2 separate regions of the Mus musculus genome follow, and region 2 is linked to region 1. A link is a contact called in public Hi-C data. All regions are on one chromosome and are shown on one strand. Each heading gives the region's core, a stretch centred on a gene start, on an enhancer-like site or on the middle of the called end of the contact. The rest is flanking DNA. Distances are from core to core; before and after follow the strand shown.

Region 1 (2,822 bases), core at 124-2,623:
CTAGGATGGCCAAGGCTACACAGAGAGGCCCTATCTCAATGAATGAATGAATGAATGAATGAATGAATAAATGGTGACATCTCATCATACAGATAAATGATACACCATGTAGACTACAGAGCTATTATAAAAGGTAAAACAAAGGCTGAAGAGGTGGCTAGGTGATAAGAGCATGTGATGTGAAAGACCCAGGTTTGATTCCCATCACCCACATGGTGGCTCACTACTTTCTTGGACACCCAACACTCATGTGGTACCTAGATGCACAAGCAGGCAAAATACACATAAAATAATAAAATAAAATTTAAAATCTTGTAAAAGGTAAAACAAGAATATTTAGGAAGAGCAAAAGATTCCCTCTTTCTGATTTTCATTGTCTCTTTGTTTTGTTGGATAGGGTCTCACTATGTGGCCTGACTGGCTTGAACTCTCTATGTAGACCAAGCTGGTCTTGAACCCATAAACATCCACCTCCCTCTGCCTCCTGAGCTTGAATACTAACAGACTGCTTTTCATTCTCTAGGCATTAGTAAGAACCTCTGTTGGGAGCTGGAGATAGATGGCTCAATGGTTAAAAGCACACACTGCTTTTCCAGAGGACCTGAGTTCAATTCCCAGCAACCACATGGTGGCTCACAATCGTGTGTGATGGGATCCAGTGCCTTCTTCTGGTGCGTCTGGAGACAGCTACATATGATCACAGCACTTTCTGGAGGCTGAGGATCAAGGTCAAAGGAACATGGTGGTCTACACAGATAGTTCAGGCCAGCCAGCATTACATAGTAAGATACTGTCTCAAAGAAACAAAACCCAAAGACAATGTAAGACAAATAAGTACTTGAGTCAGTCTGAGTTTTCACTAGAGTGTGACAGTGAGGGCCACAGGTGAGAAGATAAGCTGCAGTCAACGCAGGCTGTGCCTCCTGCTCGCTCTCCCAAGTCTGTCCACTGCCTCCCACTCACTCACTGCTTATGCTGGAAGAGTCCTTACCTTAACCAGAACATGTTTCCTAACTCATGGTGCTATTTCCAGCATTATCCATCTCTGACCATGCTTTACAGCATAAACAGTAAGCAAAAAGACATGTGTGGCTTGACTAAGAAATGTTCCCCCAAGGCTCTTGTATTTCAACACTGGCCCCCAGTTGGTGGCATCAGAGGAGGGTACAGTAGCACCTCAGGGTAGAGAGCACTGCTAGAGAGAGGGCTCTGAGGATTAAAGCCTCGCCGCACTTCCTGCTTGCTCTCTCTGTTTCCTGTCTGGGATATGTCATCAACCAGCTTCCCAGTTTTCTCTCCATGCTTCCCCAACCATCAGGGACAGCTTGCCCTCTGGAACTAAGCCAAAATAAACACCTCCATAAGTTACCTTTGGTCATAGTATTTTACCACACGGGGAAAAATGTAACTTAGGCGGGAAAGATGTGGCTCAGAGGTTAAGAGCATTTGTCGCTCTTGCAAAGGCCTATAGTTGGGCTCCCAGTATCCACATGGTAGCTTACAACCATAGCTCCTGTTTCAAGGGATCAAATACCCTCTTCTGGCCTCTGTGCATACAAGGCATACATACTGCACACATACATACATGCAGGCAAAATACACATATCTCAATAAACAAACAAACAGAGCAGGATTTAACCTTAATAAGCCTTTGTATGCCTCAGAACAAATCAAAAAAGCTGAAGCCCCTGATACTGTGGCACCAGCCTATGTAGTCAGAGACCTGCAGGGTCCCATTTGCCCTCCACCATGTTACCTTTTCTCTCTCAGCCACCACTCAGTCTTATGATTCCATTCAGGTGTTAATACACTCCAAGTGGCCTTAAAATGCCATATCACATGTGCTCTAAGCCAGGTCAAGTCCTCCTCCACTAACAGAGCATTCTACATTTACATTCCATCACAACACTAAATAGTATAGGAAAGAGGTGTGTGTGTGTCTATGTTTTTGTGTGTAAAGTAAGCATGATCTCAAATATCTACACAAGAAAGAACACTAGAATACTTGACTCCATAATTCTGAGCACCCACTGCTGTCAATTACCCTTTCTAGTCTGAGAAGGTCCAGGGAAGACTCATGCCAGCTCCACCTTCCTTCCCATTCTGTTACTACTGTAACGGGAAAGAAACCAAATGTTACAACCCAGCAACCCCTCCCAGCCCCAATCTATTCAGATTTCTCTAATAGCGCAAGTGTTTACTATTAGACACTGAGCTAAGTCTAACAGTAGAGAGGTGAAGACTCAGACAAGGTCCCATAATCCTAGAGCCTACACTATTCGGGAGAAGTCAATACAGGGAACACTGGGGGCAGAGCTCCCAGAGCAGTCCTGATGAGAGCAGCGCTTCCTGTGGAGTGCCTGCATTATGTCAAGTCCTGAGCACTAGAGATAAAAGATAAACAAGACAGACTCAGTCCCTCCTGGCAGTAAATATCCAGGCTAAGACAGTGAAATGTGGGATATCACACACGTCCAGGCTGAGAAGAGCCAAACGGTTCTCTGAAAGCTGACAGTAGATAGCACTTCAAAAAACTTCAATGAAGAATTTTCAGAGCTCCTCAGTATTATAAATACCAAATTGGCTTTTGAAATGTTTTTTCTTGAAATGCTGTGAAATCAAACGAGATGCATTTAATGAAAACGCACCACACAACTGGGGATGGAAGGGTAGGTACCAGAAGCTAAGGGGAGAATGAAGTGTGTTTAGGAACACTGGAGTGAAGATCCACAGCTAACTGCAGCATCTGGCACAGTGCCAATAAATTAATTCTGATAGAAAAACACTAAAGGGACACAGGGCTGGATTAACCATTAAAATAT
Region 2 (3,039 bases), core at 84-2,583, 400 kb after region 1:
AGAAGCAGGGAGACTGCTATGCCCCCCTTCGGAGGATAGCCATTCTCCACCAAGAGGGATGAATGGGTTCCCAGAGTCCCAGGTACCCTGTTTAACAAGGAGCTTAGGAATTCAAAGCCAGCATGAGCGCCATACTAAGACCCCGTTTAAAAGAAACGGGGGGGGGGGGGGGGAGGAAGGAGATTGGCTTTTTCATCTTCAGGGCTATAACACTATAACATCCACTTGACTGGCTCATCCAACATTTTTTAAATACATTTTTAGTTTCTCCTTATGTTTTTCTTTTGGCCTAGTTTATGGTTTATTTTGTTTTAACGGAAATGTTGTTTTCTTACCCTTTGTAAACTCTTTCCTTTGAGTCCAAACTCCTACACCAGAACTAGTGTGCTTGATGCTTGAGGAGTGTGGGGGTGAGTGTGGGGGTGAGTGTGTGAGTGAGTGTGTGGGTGGTTGGGTGGTGTGGGGGTGAGTGTGGGGGTGTGGGGGTGAGTGTGGGGGTGGTGTGGGGGTGAGTGTGTGGGTGTGTGGGAAAGTGTGTGGGTGAGTGTGTGGGTGGTACTTGGGGTTTGTGGGAGTGGCTTGTGTGTGACTTTGTGGGGACATTTATTTGTGTGGGAGATTGGAGTATGTATAGCTCTATGGCATATATATGTGTGTGTGTATATATATATATAAATATGTGTATGTGTATGTATGTCTATATATCTGTATAGGAGAGGTGTGTGTATGTGTGACTATATGCAATTGTGGTATGTATACATGAGACTATATGTGGATTGTGTGTAGTGAGTTTAATCTGTGATTCTATAGTATTATGTGAGGGGGAAGTGTGTGTGTGTGTGTCTGTGTGTGTGTGTGTGTCTGTGTGTACATGTCCTGTACTTCCAGCCGGACTTTCCAATAAACCTTCCAAAGAGCAGTAACAATTTGACACCTTGAGAGATCAGAAAACAGTGTCCCCACCCCCACCCCCCCCTCGGTCAAGCCGCAGAGCCCTGTTGTGGTTATCTTGTTTCTGTAAAAATACTCTAGGTGACAGTTTCCAAGCCACGACTTCTCAAGGACTTCACAATCAGGGAGGAATCTTTTGGAAGTTCCTCTCCAAGGGCGATAGCTTCACTGGTTTCTGAAGGTAGCAGCTGGGTAAGATTTTAGCTCTCCTTTCTCCCTCACCGCCTGCCCTGTTGCCACTACTGGATATGCCCGCCTTCCTTCCTCCCTCTCGGCGAGTGCGCCCCCTCCTCACCCGCCACCCCCACCCATGGAAGCTGAATCACGCTGCTTCCTTTTTTGGTCACAGCTGAGTTTCTTCCACCTTCAGAGCCCTGTGTTACATAAAATGAATCACTCCTTTGCACTCCGCTGTCAGCTTCAGAACGAATAAGCAGCTCCCTTGGGGTGCCCCGTCCACCCTGAACGCCACTTGATGGGAGATATTGAATGGTTGACTCTAAAGTGTGAGGGCAGGTGATAAAATGATCCTGAGTATCTTGCTTGGGGGGTGGGGGTAGGGGCACAGAAATCAGTATTTTAATGGGAGCAGAGGAAAAATTCCAGCAAAGAAGAAAGACTTAGGGAAAAAAATTTCAATTTGGTCCTTGTATGGGTAGGCAGGAGTGAATTCTGGGACCACAGAGGCAGCAGCATTTGGCCACACAGATGTACCAGGAGCTGTGGAATGAAGCTGAGGAATGGTTCACACCATCTGTGTACATATTTCTGGCGCCACCAAGCTGGGAAATGTTCCTACCAGGGCTTATCATAGACGTTTAACCCAGCATCTCCAATAGAGGGATGAAATACATTTAGAGACCAGGGACTAATGAAAATGCCCAATTTGTTTATCGCTAACACACTGCAGAGTCAGGTTTCTGCGTATGAAACCCCCAAACTTAGCTCCTTGCCTGGGATTCCTGCTGGGTACCCTGCTTCCATCTCAGAGGGCTTTTTCTCCTGGGAGGGTGTGGGTGGGCAGCCTTGAGCACATCTTCCACCCTGGGGATGCTGACTTAGGTCTGGAATCCTGCCCTGGGTTTGATCTACTAAACAGGTTCTGGTAAACACAGTTGAAATGTTAAAAGGCTGTCAAGGCACGGCAGTTGGGTTAGATGTGGGTCCCACATGCTCGATGGGTCTAATATGGTTTGGGGGCAGGAGAAAAGAGGGATAGGGGTGGGAGAGAATTTTGAGTCAGCTGTGAGTCACATTCACACCCTGGAAAGCTGGAGTTGGACCCAGCACAGGAAAGCATAAGTTCCAAATTGAAATGTGGATTGTGGGTGGAGAAAATGGTGTTCAAGAAGACAAAAATCAGAGAAACCTCTCATAGCCACGATCAGTCTGCTGAGCCTCTGGGGTGTGCCATGCTCTGGGCTTGAGAGTTTTACTGAGAGGGAAGCAGCCAGTGGTGTGCAGTCCGTAGACAGGCGGGGCACAAAGCAATGCACTTGGCGTGGTGAAAGCTTCTGTCTCTAGTGTGCAAGCTGAAGACAAATGCCCTGCCGAGAGAGCTCAGCTGTACAGATGGCGCTGGGACAGTGACAACCACGTGCAAAGGAAAGAAAGCGCATCTACAGCTCTCATCCCAAACAAAGATAAACTCAAGATGTGCCACGAGCCTTCAAGGCTAAACGACCTGAGGAAGACATAGTCTTCAAACTCTTCAGGATCAAGGCCTACGCAAGGACTTTCCAAAAAGAAGACCCCAGCCCCACAGGAAATGATCCCTAGACTCTAAGTTGTCTAAGTGAGGGTTTTACTGCTATGAGCAGACACCGTGATCAAGGCAACTCTTCTAAGGACAATATTTAATTAGAGCTGGCTTACAGGTTCAGAGGGTCAGTCTATTACCATCAAGGTGGGAACATGGAAGCATCCAGGCAGGCATGGTGCAGGAGGAGCTGAGAGTTCTACATCTTCATCTGAAGGCTAGCAGAATACTAGCTTCCAGGCAGCTAGGATGAGGGTCTTAAAGCCACAGTGACACACCTAATCCAACAAGGCTACACCTACTCCAACAGGGCCACACCCTCTAATAGT

Evidence for each region. Hi-C and Micro-C count contacts between places; a contact is called where the count stands out from the background.
Region 2: a Hi-C map of the G1E-ER4 cell line shows a contact between it and region 1, with 3 times the contacts expected there. The contact joins two enhancer-like sites. A contact is called at or near these places in 8 of 39 promoter capture datasets (the C10 cell line, the HPC-7 cell line, cranial neural crest and 5 more), 1 of 484 Hi-C or Micro-C datasets (the G1E-ER4 cell line), 2 of 115 datasets of contacts at active chromatin or transcription factors (bone marrow-derived macrophages and embryonic basal ganglia) and 1 of 9 other capture datasets (embryonic stem cells).

Annotation. Positions count from the first base shown.
Region 1 is chr8:25,620,237-25,623,058 of GRCm38.p6, reverse strand. It overlaps a transcript of Nsd3 not described here. Among named protein-coding and RNA genes, the nearest start is that of Gm24992, 10 kb to the left of the region's middle. Within about 2 kb of position 1,373, at least 86 of the 459 cell types and tissues checked have an H3K27ac peak or open chromatin away from gene starts, as enhancers often do. A contact at or near this core is called in the G1E-ER4 cell line and bone marrow-derived macrophages, where this site is marked.
Region 2 is chr8:25,223,270-25,226,308 of GRCm38.p6, reverse strand. It overlaps a transcript of Tacc1 not described here. Among named protein-coding and RNA genes, the nearest start is that of Tacc1, 23 kb to the right of the region's middle. Within about 2 kb of position 1,333, at least 71 of the 459 cell types and tissues checked have an H3K27ac peak or open chromatin away from gene starts, as enhancers often do. A contact at or near this core is called in the G1E-ER4 cell line and bone marrow-derived macrophages, where this site is marked.